2 separate regions of the Zea mays genome follow, and region 2 is linked to region 1. The links are chromatin contacts, called in public Hi-C maps. All regions are on one chromosome and are shown on one strand. Each heading gives the region's core, a stretch centred on a gene start, on an enhancer-like site or on the middle of the called end of the contact. The rest is flanking DNA. Distances are from core to core; before and after follow the strand shown. Region 1 holds the start of LOC100281080 (adaptor complexes medium subunit family protein). Region 2 holds the start of LOC103640978.

Region 1 (5,614 bases), core at 2,120-4,619:
ACAATTTGATAAGGTGAAGACATGTAGGGAATGGCTTCGAGGGACTAAGCGAAGGTAAAAGTCAAGTAGATGGCTTGTGGATCGAGGTACCACAGCTAAGGTGAAGAAGAGAGCACTTGCAAGATGTCGACAAACTAATCAGATTGTGAAGTCATACAATGATGAAGATCACAACATTAGAAGATGTGATTGGAAGTCATCAGTTTAATTCATATGTGATGAGATGATTCAAATCATATGACATGGGGGTTGCTAGCTCAAGACAAGTGAAGAAGTTTGGGTCATTCCAGTGTTTGGATATGTTCTTGGTGACCATTGCAGCATATTGGAACTCATTGAGGTAAGATGATTGCTTAGATTTGAAGGTTGGAATTTAAAGTGTCTATTTGAGAACTAGTTTGATTTTTATTTTGAGTTCTTGAGTTTAGGAATCGCCATACTATCAAGAGGCATCCACAAATGAGTATTGGTACTTGCACTAAAACTCATTCTATCCACTTCAAAATCCTTGTATTGAAAAGTCGTGAATCTACCCGTTGGTTTCTCCCTTTGTTTTTGTTCCAAGTTTGAACTTTTCTGAGAATTGTGGTTCAATCGGGCCTAGGGGTTGTTCAACCGGGATTTCTGAGGAACCTCTTTAGAAAATCAAGGTTCAACCGGGATTTAAATTCAGGTTCAACCGGGATTTTGCAGGGAGCTCTATGTGGGATTTGCGTAGTCGCCCAGTAACAACCAAATCTATTTGGGGTAAATAATATAAACCTTCCCCTCTCTCTAAACCCTATAAGGCTCGAACCCAAGCTCTATGATGACTGCAATCTCTTCATTCAAGTGATTTCACTCCATTCTCACTATCCAGATCTTCCTCCCCTCGATCGGTGGGAAGAGTCTTCGATGTCAGATAAGTTTTTAGATCTCAAATGCGATTTCAACTTTCATTCTTTGATCTATCTCTCGAGCTTTGATGAAAGAACACGTTCTTTGTGGATTCATTTCTCTTGGAGCTCCAAGCTCCTAGATGGCATTGCATGTGAGTGTCCAAAGCTTGTGGAACACCGCAAGAAGTCTGTATTACCTGCTCTTTTGAGCAATCTCTAGTAAGTGACCTCACTTGGATCTTTGTGGTCGGTGAGGAGAGTATTAGGGTTGAAAGAGACCCGGATCTTTGTGGGCACCTCCATAAGGAACTAGGGCACCTTGGTGGTGTGACCGAACCTCAGGATAAATCTTGTGTCTCTTGTGGTGTTAATTATTGTGATTGTTCATGTTCTTCATACTCACATTACTCTGTGGAAGTTTTGCTCATAAATCTATGGTGTGTAGGTTTTGAGAAGTTTCCCTTTCAGATCTACTTCCTACAACCCTAAGGAACATCAAGGACATCACGTACGTAAAGTTTATTTGGTGAGTTTAGGGATCAATTTAGTTTATTTCTCATTTTCCTGTTGAACTGGTTCAGAGCGGTTGAACTGCCCCTAGTAGTGGCTGAAATGGCCTTCAACAGTTGAACTGGTTATTCTTAGTTCGTTTCGAGTTTTTGGTGAAATTTTCAGGTGTGGCCTATTCATCCCCTCTAGCCACTTTCAAAATACACCCCAACTAAGTCATTCAATACACAACTCTTGAGCATTCATTCCTATAGGTTAGAGAAACATTCCCAACACCTCCAAGTGATCTAAGTGCCCCATTTGAGTAGACTTCATTATGATCCATATTCTAGGGAGAAAAGAGAGTGTGCAATTGTGATAGAGTTGAAAGAGAGAGAGAGAGAGAGAGAGAGAGTTTGATGTTATTATGTCTTGGTGCGAGGCACCCATTGAGATTGTAAAGGTTAGCAAGAGCTTCGACGTTGTCAAGTACCTTATGGGAGCCAAAGGTCTCTTGATCGATTGAGAAAACAAGAGAGGGCTCGAGTTTGATCTTCGGAATCACTCGAGAGGGTTGAAAGAGACCTCGTCCTTTAGGACACCTCAACGGGGACATATGTTCTTTGGAATCGAACCTCGGTAAACCAAATCGGTTGTTTTTGTGTGTGTCCATTTGCGATTTATGTTCTTACTCTTCTATTCCAAGTTCTCCCTACTCCGATCATATTCCTTATGGTTCTAACACCTATTTGGGATCGAAGTTTTTTGTTGTTAAGTGTTAAATTTCAGATTTCACCTATTTACCCCATCTCTAGGTGACCTTTAGCCACACAATGTGGCACGTCGCCGAAGACCAAATGACTAGAACCTAGGGGTGGGCATTCGGGTTACCCATAAATTTCGGGTCGGGTAATTCGGGTATTTAAAATTTCGTGTTTTGAGAATCGATACCAAATTACAACGAGTTTTACAATAGCCAAAAATTCGGGTACCCAGAATTTCGGGTTCGGGTATTCTCGAACTACCCGAACTGTTGTGTCAGCTTTATAAAAACACATGCACTCTATTAAATTAGTATAAAAATACAGTTTGAATAATGATACATATGGACATAAAAACACAAGCAATCTAAAATCACAAGTCATGCACACATACGTATAATTATAGATGTACAAATTAATAATTAAGACTGACATGAGTACATGACACATGAAAGTTCCGGTAATTCGAGTATTTCGGGTACCCGATCATGATACCCGAATTACCCAAAACAAATTCGGGTTTTGCAAGTTGGTACTCGAAATTTCCGAACAAAATTCGGGTTTTGGGTATTTCGGGTTCGGGTTACGGGTTTTTTTTGCCTAGCCTTACTAGAACCCCACTAGTAGGAATAGGGTGCCTAGGAGCATGTGTCCCTTGAATGCCCCCATGCTCCGATGATGACCCCATGCTCCGATGATGATCCTTGCCGCTAGAGGCGGATGCAGGCAACCTCGGTCCAGCAGTCCATTGAATATCTCCAATAAAATACCTTAAGAGTCAAAATAATGTTACAAAATTAAAATACTACATTATTTAAAGTGTTTAGAGCACTAAAAAAGTTGAGCTCCAACAACTATGCCCTAAATCATGTATTTAGAAAATAAAATATTGAGAATAATGTATCAAACAAGGATATGACACTGATCTAGGGTGTAGTATATTTATGTCACTTCAAGGTCTGTCTTATATTTTTCTAATTCTAATAAATAATTATAAAATATGACACTGTGGAAAAGTTGTTTTTATGAGTTAAGCCTTAATTTTGAAAATAGGACACTGTTAACGTATAAATGTGTATATCAGTCTCGGACTCTCGGTTTGCAAATAAAAAATATAAAAAACATGAAGGAGCATCGGGCCTAGAGGCAATTGGGCCACATATATGTTGCCCGGCCCAACATTTGCTGTGTTAAAATTTTGGAAACATCCTACTCGGCCCAGATAGCCCATCAGGTCGCCCTCCTCCTCCGACCTCGTCCCGCAGCAACGCAGCAGCAGCGTCAGCGGTACCGCCGGGTGCGGCTCCTCCTCCCTCCTAGCCATTCGGCCATGTCCGGCGGCGGGTGCAGCATACGCGCCATCTGGATCCTTACGCCCAACGACACAGTAGCCTTCTCCAGGTACCCATCCGAGCTTTCCCGTCAGGATTGCCCCCTCTGATCCCATGGGGCTCACCTCTTCCTCTCTTGCACCAGGCGGTTCGCTGTGGTGGAGAAGCGGTGGCGTGCCGCGTGGGAGGAGGAAGAAGGAGACGGAGAGAGACACCGTTGGGGCACCGGGGCGGCGAAGATGCCGCTGCCCGCCGACCACGAGGTCGCCGCCGCATTCGCCGAGCGCCGGAGAAGGTTTGCTCTGTTTTTATCTTTGGCTTTGAGCTAGCTTTCTGTGTTGTGGATGTTTAAATATCAGTAACTGAATTTTAGTTGAGAGTACAAGTGAATTGGGACGGGTGTTAGGACATATTCAGAGTTTCTGACTAGTGATAAAATGATACATTTTTTCGTGTCTGAAAACACTACAACCTAAGAGCTCCTAATGAATGTATAGCAACAAACAAATAAGTAGCTATGGTTCTTACAAGAATTGCGATTAGTTGTCTGCATTTCATTCTCTGAAACTGTAAGCCTGTGTGAGAACAGACGTGATACATATTTGACACTCTGCAGGGAGGGCACTGCACGCAGTTCAGGCATCCGAACAAACGTATCATCTGTGGGACTGGATTCTTGGGTTGATGATCCAATTACCCGCCACATTATCTCATTACACATGGATAAAGAGGAAGGAGATCCCTTTATGCTGTGGCCTGTGGTCCTACAAAAGCGTGGAGGGTACTATGTCCTTGTGTTGCCTCTGGTGGATCCTCAGCCATTTAGAGCATATGAGAATCTCTTGAAAAGGTCTGATTGTGGGGGTTCGGCCAAGGAGAACAACAATCTTTCTTCAATCCTGTTCAATCTTCCATGCATAACAGGGTAATGTAAGTTTGCTTACCTACTATAATTTCATGTTCTTCTGTATTGAAGTAATGAAGTTTCATTCTGTTGACCATCAACCAACTAGGACTTCATCAAATGTATAAAAACGTAGGCAAGATCAAAAACAGAGAGCAAAGCCCTTGGACCCCCTTGAAGATTTTTTTGGAAGTGATATTATGACATCTTTAACATTTAATTAACCATCATGAATGCTACATAAAAAGTTGATATAGTTCAACACCAGCAACCTAACTAGCTTTTAGCTTGCATGCTTACACTTTATGTTCAATGTAGAGCATTTATGGTTGCACAAGTTGTTGGGGACATAATTACTGGTGATATTGCTGAACCTGAGGTGATTGTTAGCTCTGGGCCATCTGTTGGTGGACTCTTGGATTCATTGACTGGAAGTATAGGTATTTCAGCACGAGCGAAGCCTATTGCCGCACCTGTTGCAGCACCAACTGCATCAGTCTCTTCCCCTGTTGGTGCTGCTCAATCAGACTCCTTAAAAGGGGGTGTAAGGCCTTTTGACAAGGATTTACTGCAGAACTTCATCATTGGTGCAATGCCTTTTGGTTAGTGGTAACAAAGCCTCCTATCATGGCGTATAGTACTTCATGTTCTCTTGTAAAGCTTCTTCATGGACCTATACTCTAATGAACCAACTTAGCTAATAGTTTGTTTTGGCAGGCACACCTCAAGATCTCAATTATGCCAATGTTACTTCGATTAGAACTACTGGATTTTCTGGTGACCCTCTTCCAACAGACCAGAAACAACCTGCCTGGAAGCCCTACCTGTACAAAGGGAGGCAAAGGATTCTGTTTTCTAGCTTGGAGACTATAAATGCTGCACTGTATGACCGTGATGATGTTCCAGATTTCCTTTCTGTTTCAGGACAGGTGACCTGTAGGGCTGAACTAGAAGGACTACCTGATGTTTCTTTGCCATTGACTGGTTTAAAAACTGCTCATATTGAGGTTTCATCATTCCATCACTGTGTTCAAGCTTCAGAGCCCACTGCTAATAAGCAAACCCTGGTTTTTCAGCCACCATTAGGAAATTTTGTATTGATGCATTATCAAGCACCATGCAACATTGCTCCTCCTGTTAAAGGGTTCTATCAGTTGTCCATGGTTTCTGAAAATGAAGGTGCTTTTCTATTTAAGCTGTCATTGATGGAGGGTTACAAGTCTCCCTTCATTATGGACTTTTGCATGATTA
Region 2 (5,614 bases), core at 1,260-3,759, 320 kb before region 1:
CTTTTCAAACAGTTTCTATGATATCGTTTGCTGCAGAGTTTGCAAGGAAGCATTTTGGCAGCTTTCGTGCTGCCCTCATTTTCTCCTGAAAAGCATAAACGGCACATAACCTTGACAGCAGCATTTCCTTGATCCTCTCGATCCCACTCGTCTTCATCTCCTTCTGCCTCCTGAAAAAGGGCAACGACCTTCTTGTATTACTTGATTGAAACAAAGTATAGTAATATAGAAGTATAGAAATCGATATTGGAATATTGGCATCAACTAAAGATGCAACTAAAAACTAGTAAAATTGTGCACCACTGAAACTTGCCAAAATGATGAGAAGCTGGTATCCAAGGATTAAGCATTACTACACCATGTGGTAAGTCAAAAACAAAAAAAATGAGACACCAGTAGTCTATTGTAGAAAATTGATAAGATACTGTTTAGACGAAATTAAAGTTACCTTTGACACCTAGCTAAACAGTGGAGCTAGAAAATAACAAACTAGGTATTAACTAGTGTATCTAACAGGGGAAGCTAACCATGTTTCTGCATGGTAATCATACAGGCATACAGCACGATCAACATTAATGTGCAGGCAAAGCTCCATGAGGCAGTCCAGTGTTTTCAAGTCGGACGACTTGCTGGTCGTTCTGGCTAACCGACTTGGGCGATTAATCAGACGACTTGAAAACATTGTGAGGCACAGGTCCGTTTCTAAAGCTTAGACACATTTGCTATGCAAGGCATGCCCGTTGCTAAAGCTTAGGATCGTTTATAGTAACATACAAGGTTATTTGTAGCATAAACCTTCATGGACATAATCCAGGGTCTCCTAAAGAACTTTTTTAGTCGTTTCTCACCAGTGAAGTCAAAGGTAACATCTAAAAGCACATATGGACAACACGACAACCACCTGTATGCACACGAGCTCAAAATTCAATCACAACTCTTTTTGCAAACCACACGTCACCATGCATGCAACCGTTTCAAAAGATCCACAATATCGTTTTGCGTCCAACACTGTAGGAAACTTAAAATTTCTGGAAAACCAGAAAACTCAGCCATACCTCACTAAACATCAATATGTTACCAATTTGACCACTAAACCAAAACCCTGAAAATACTACTACATCCATTCAAAATTATATAGTTTGTGTTGGCTGTTCTAGATATACATTTATAAATAGCATATATTTAGGTCGTAGAAAAGCCAAAACGACCTATAGTTTGGGACAAAGGGCTGAAAATACTACTACATCCATTCAAAATTATATAGTTTGTGTTGGCTGTTCTAGACATACATTTATACACAGCATATATTTAGGTCGTAGAAAAGCCAAAACGACCTATAGTTTGGGACAAAGGGAGTACATACATATTACAGTCTGTACAACCTCATGAACAACCCACATAAAAAGAAACAAACAGCACGGGTGGAAAAGCCAGAGCAAATGCTATCACCTGTAAACAGCATTATCAATGTCATGGCGGTGTGTACCCACTGATGCTCAGTGACGTGGATGTGAGCGCCAACAGAGTCCCAGTGCTAGGATGCCTCAGAATTCCCAAAAGGAACAGTCTTTCATCGACTGCACTCCTATAAGCCTCAAAATAAAAGCATGCAAACTTCTACAGCATGCATAAATCAGATTCCTTCGTCCCAGCCCAGAATTCCAAGTATTTCATAGCAAAACGCCACGAGCAGCCCACAACCACATAATCCAGAACGAAGACAAGACACGCTAGGCACATAACAAGCTTGAAATTCTCCCACGAACACAGGGCAGCAAACACACTAGCCAGCACAAGCGCGAAGAGAGGGAGAGAGAGAGATCAGCTGACCGGCGATCCGTAGGCGCCGCTCTCGAAGCGCCTGGCGAGGTCCTCTGCCGCGGCGGCGCCGCGCTGCGCTGCCGCCCGGCGGGCCTCGTCCTCCCCATCCTCAGGGGCCGGCTCAAGGGGCGGCACCTCCACCTGCACCGTCGCCGCATCCGCGTCAACGGCCCCTGCCGGCCGCAGCAACCACGGATCCGCGAGAAAATCCTCGAGAGCCGCCGCCGTGCCCGCCCATACCGCCGCCAACGCGCCACCTCCTCCCTTCCTCGACGCCGACGCGCCGAACCCTAGCTCGCAGTCGCACACCCTCCTGCTGCAGAGGAACAGAGAGAGAGAGGGAGGCGGCGACGCCACCCGCCCGTCAGAGCGCGCGAGCGTTATAGAGAAGAGGCAGGAGTGACGAGACAGAGACTGAGGGAGCTTACCAAGTGATGGGGCACGCGACGTGAAACGCCATGGGAGGGAGGCGATGGGGGCCGAGGCGGCCAGAGCCCAGATGGGTGGTCGCGTCAGTCTGATTCGAAATGAATTCGGGCGGAAGGGGTGGGGTTTGACGCGTTTTGAGGAAATTTGGGCAGGATTCGGGGATGGTTTGGTTGGATTTGCGTTTGGAAGTGGATTTGGAGGCGCGGGCGACACGGGCGGCGGGGAGAGGTGCGGACTGAGGAGCACGGCGAGAAGGAGGGTAAGCGAGGCGGTTTTGCAGATGGGTCCCTGCGTGAGTAGGGTTTTCTGGACAAGGTCTCTCTGTGGGGCAAAGGCGGCTAGCGCGTGGTTCTGCGAGATTTTGCGTGGAGACTCCCGTAAAGATGCGAATTTTTGGTAAAGGCTCAAGCACGCAATCTGGGAGTATGGGCCCCACATCAGACTGGGCTCGTGCGGGTTCTGCATATAAAGGGTCCTTCGTTTTGGGCTTTCGTAGCATCAGCCCATTCTCGGAGCTCCGAATGCGAAGCTGAATATGTCATGGCTATGGTTGGTAATAGACTGTGATCCAAATGCTTCGTAATATGGTAGGGTTTTAAATAAATTTTAGTTTAAAAATTAATAAAAATATGGTTTAATTTTAATCTAATCCTTAAATCAGTCCATTGTTACCTCTAGTCGCAGCTCATGCATGTTGTGCACACTTATTTGGATGTGATAAACCCTTATATTCCGTTTGGATGTTGATATTGGAGGGTATAGAATTGAATTGGGTTTGTTGGGGGCCTTCGTCCGAAAGTTCTCAAAAACATGACTAACAATGTTTCCTAAAGCATAATATATGTGCAGGAACCTTCGGACATGGGATGAAGCTGTACACAATATGGAAAGCAGGGTCAGAACGAAGGTTGAACCAGTGCCGAAGGTGTGCGCAAGGAAGCTTCGGCCCAATAGATGAAAAAGGAACCGACTTAAGGAGGAAAAGACTGTTTAGTCCTCGACAGATTGTTCTTAAGTTAATACTAAATATGAAGGGCATGAATGTAATTTTACACAGGCTGCGTCATGTGCCTATAAATAGATGAACAGTACCCTCGTATTGTTCACGTTGATTTGTATTCGCTCGTGCGTCACGCTTGTACTTACATCTTCTGTCGAGCCAAAGGTACAAATGTAATTCAATATTGTTCTTATTCTTCCATGATTATATAATAAAGATATGTAAATAATATTATGTGATTATTCATGTTATTCTCTCATGTTTCATATGTTTCTCCTTTTATCAATGAAAATTGTGATGATGAAGGTATATCCTTCATGACCTTCGTCCGAAGATCGTTATATCCTAAGGGAAATAATGCTTCAAGGGACGAAGAACATTAACCATTAACTTCTTTCTGTGTTGCCTTGTTCTTAATTCATAGCATTTGAGAACAAGTCTCCAACATTGGCGTCCACCTCCGGTGTACTCACTTCCACAACCTTCGGCAAAGCATCGACCTTCATCATGCCGCCGAAGAAGATAACAACGCCAGGGGCTGCACTGCAGCCACTAGACACAAACCAGGAGACTCTCTCTCTCTCCGAGAGGCTCTAAGCCAGAAGAGAAAGGCCACTAGTCCAACATTCCAGGAGGAGGAGTTGGACCAGGAGATCAGGGACATGGAAATCATCTACCAACAGGTGCAAAGGAAAAAGAAGAAGATGGCTCGGCTGGCCGATCTTCAAAGGAAGATCGATGAAGCTACTGAGGAAGTGCGTCATCTTGCTCAAGATGATCAAGACCGAAGGTCCCAACACAGGGAGCTTCGTCAAGAGGGCTTATTCAACGAAGATGGATGGTACGATGATTTTAATCATGATACCTTTACTTTTGATGTTGCTTCTCCTTTGGCAGCAGAATGGCAGGCTATCTCATGGCCACAATCCTACAAGCCACCCCAGCTACCCATGTACGATGGGCACTCGGACCCAAAACAATTCTTAATGAGCTATGAGGCAACAATATCCTCATACGGAGGCAATGCAGCTGTCATGGCAAAGTCCTTTGTCATGGCAGTCCGGAACGTAGCCCAAACATGGTATTCTTCCCTTCGGCCAGGGACAATCATGTCGTGGCAGAAGCTCAAGGACATGTTGGTTACCAGTTTCCAAGGCTTTCAGACAAAGCCAATCACAGCTCAGGCCTTGTTCCAGTGCATGCAAGACCATGAGGAATACCTTCAGGCGTATGTCCGAAGGTTCTTGCGACTGAGAGCACAAGCGCCCACAGTGCCCAATGAAATTGTCATTGAGGCCATGATCAAGGATCTTCGGCCAGGACCTACGGCTCAATACTTCGCCAGGAAGCCCCCTAGACTCTGGAGAAGCTGCTTCAGAAAATGGATGAGTACATCCGGGCTGACAATGACTTTCGCCAAATAAGGGAGGAGGCTTACAGATTCTCTGAGATGACCAGGGGTTTCGGAGGAAGAATCCACCCTAGGCATGTCAGATCAATCCACAGCTCCAGTCAGAATGATGACAAAGGAAGCCAGCTTTAGAGGCCACAGTACACCTCACAGTCTTTGGGGCAGCAGCAAAGCTCCTTCAGGCCACCAGCTCCAAGGGCAGAGGCGCCAGGGGCTTCGGAGGAAGATATGGGGATCAGTCCAGGAAAATCTATTGCTTATTCTGTGGTGAGGACAAGGGCCATACTACAAGAATGTGCCAAATCACTATTCTGAAGAAAAAGGAGATCGCAGAAGCCGAAGCTCGGTAAAATCAGCCGAAGCAGGTCTTGCACACTGCTTCGTGCCACTCTCCCTACATACCAGAATATGTGGGCAATCATCCTGCAGCTTTTGTTGCTTCGGCTAGCCATTCACAGGCTTCTTGGCCTCAGCTTCCACCGCCACCACCACTGCAACCTACCTATTCCCGAAGCCAGCAGCCAGAAGGGCGCCAGTACTCCCAACAACAACGTGAATTCAGGGAGGAATCCGAAGCTCGTACAGTCAATAGTACTGTGCCAGAATCAAAGCACATTTATTGAGCGATATCCTGCCTCTGAAATACTTTTATGTTCTATGTCATTTTGTTTTTTAATAAGGAACAAGCAATATAAATTTAGTTTTAATTTCTTGTAATGATTTTTGCTTCTATCAGAATGGAATATATCTTCTTCACAGACTTACGAAGCTCAAAAGTCGTTCATAAGGGAATGCAGAGCTAAAATTGTCGAAGCTACAAAAAGTCGTTCCTAAGGGAGCGCAGCGTAAGTTTTCTGCTCAAAAGTTGTTCCAAAGGGAATGCACAGCCAAATACCGCCGAAATATAAGGCGAAGAAGTTCAAAAGTCATTCCTAAGGGGATGCAGAACTTAT

Evidence for each region. A called contact is a pair of places that touch in the nucleus more often than the background predicts.
Region 2: a Hi-C map of leaf shows a contact between it and region 1, with 6 times the contacts expected there. The contact joins the promoter of LOC103640978 here to the promoter of LOC100281080 in region 1. A contact is called at or near these places in 9 of 25 Hi-C or Micro-C datasets (bundle sheath, ear, leaf and 2 more) and 2 of 3 datasets of contacts at active chromatin or transcription factors (leaf and seedling).

Annotation. Positions count from the first base shown.
Region 1 is chr10:27,366,850-27,372,463 of Zm-B73-REFERENCE-NAM-5.0, reverse strand. LOC100281080 (adaptor complexes medium subunit family protein) reads left to right here and starts at 3,369. Exons shown (of 8, transcript NM_001153999.1): 1 at 3,369-3,529; 2 at 3,605-3,754; 3 at 4,076-4,384; 4 at 4,682-4,965; 5 at 5,081-5,614. The coding sequence starts at 3,459.
Region 2 is chr10:27,690,942-27,696,555 of Zm-B73-REFERENCE-NAM-5.0, reverse strand. LOC103640978 reads right to left here and starts at 2,509. Exons shown (of 12, transcript XM_035963358.1): 1 at 2,250-2,509; 2 at 1,831-2,134; 3 at 1-170. The coding sequence starts at 2,281.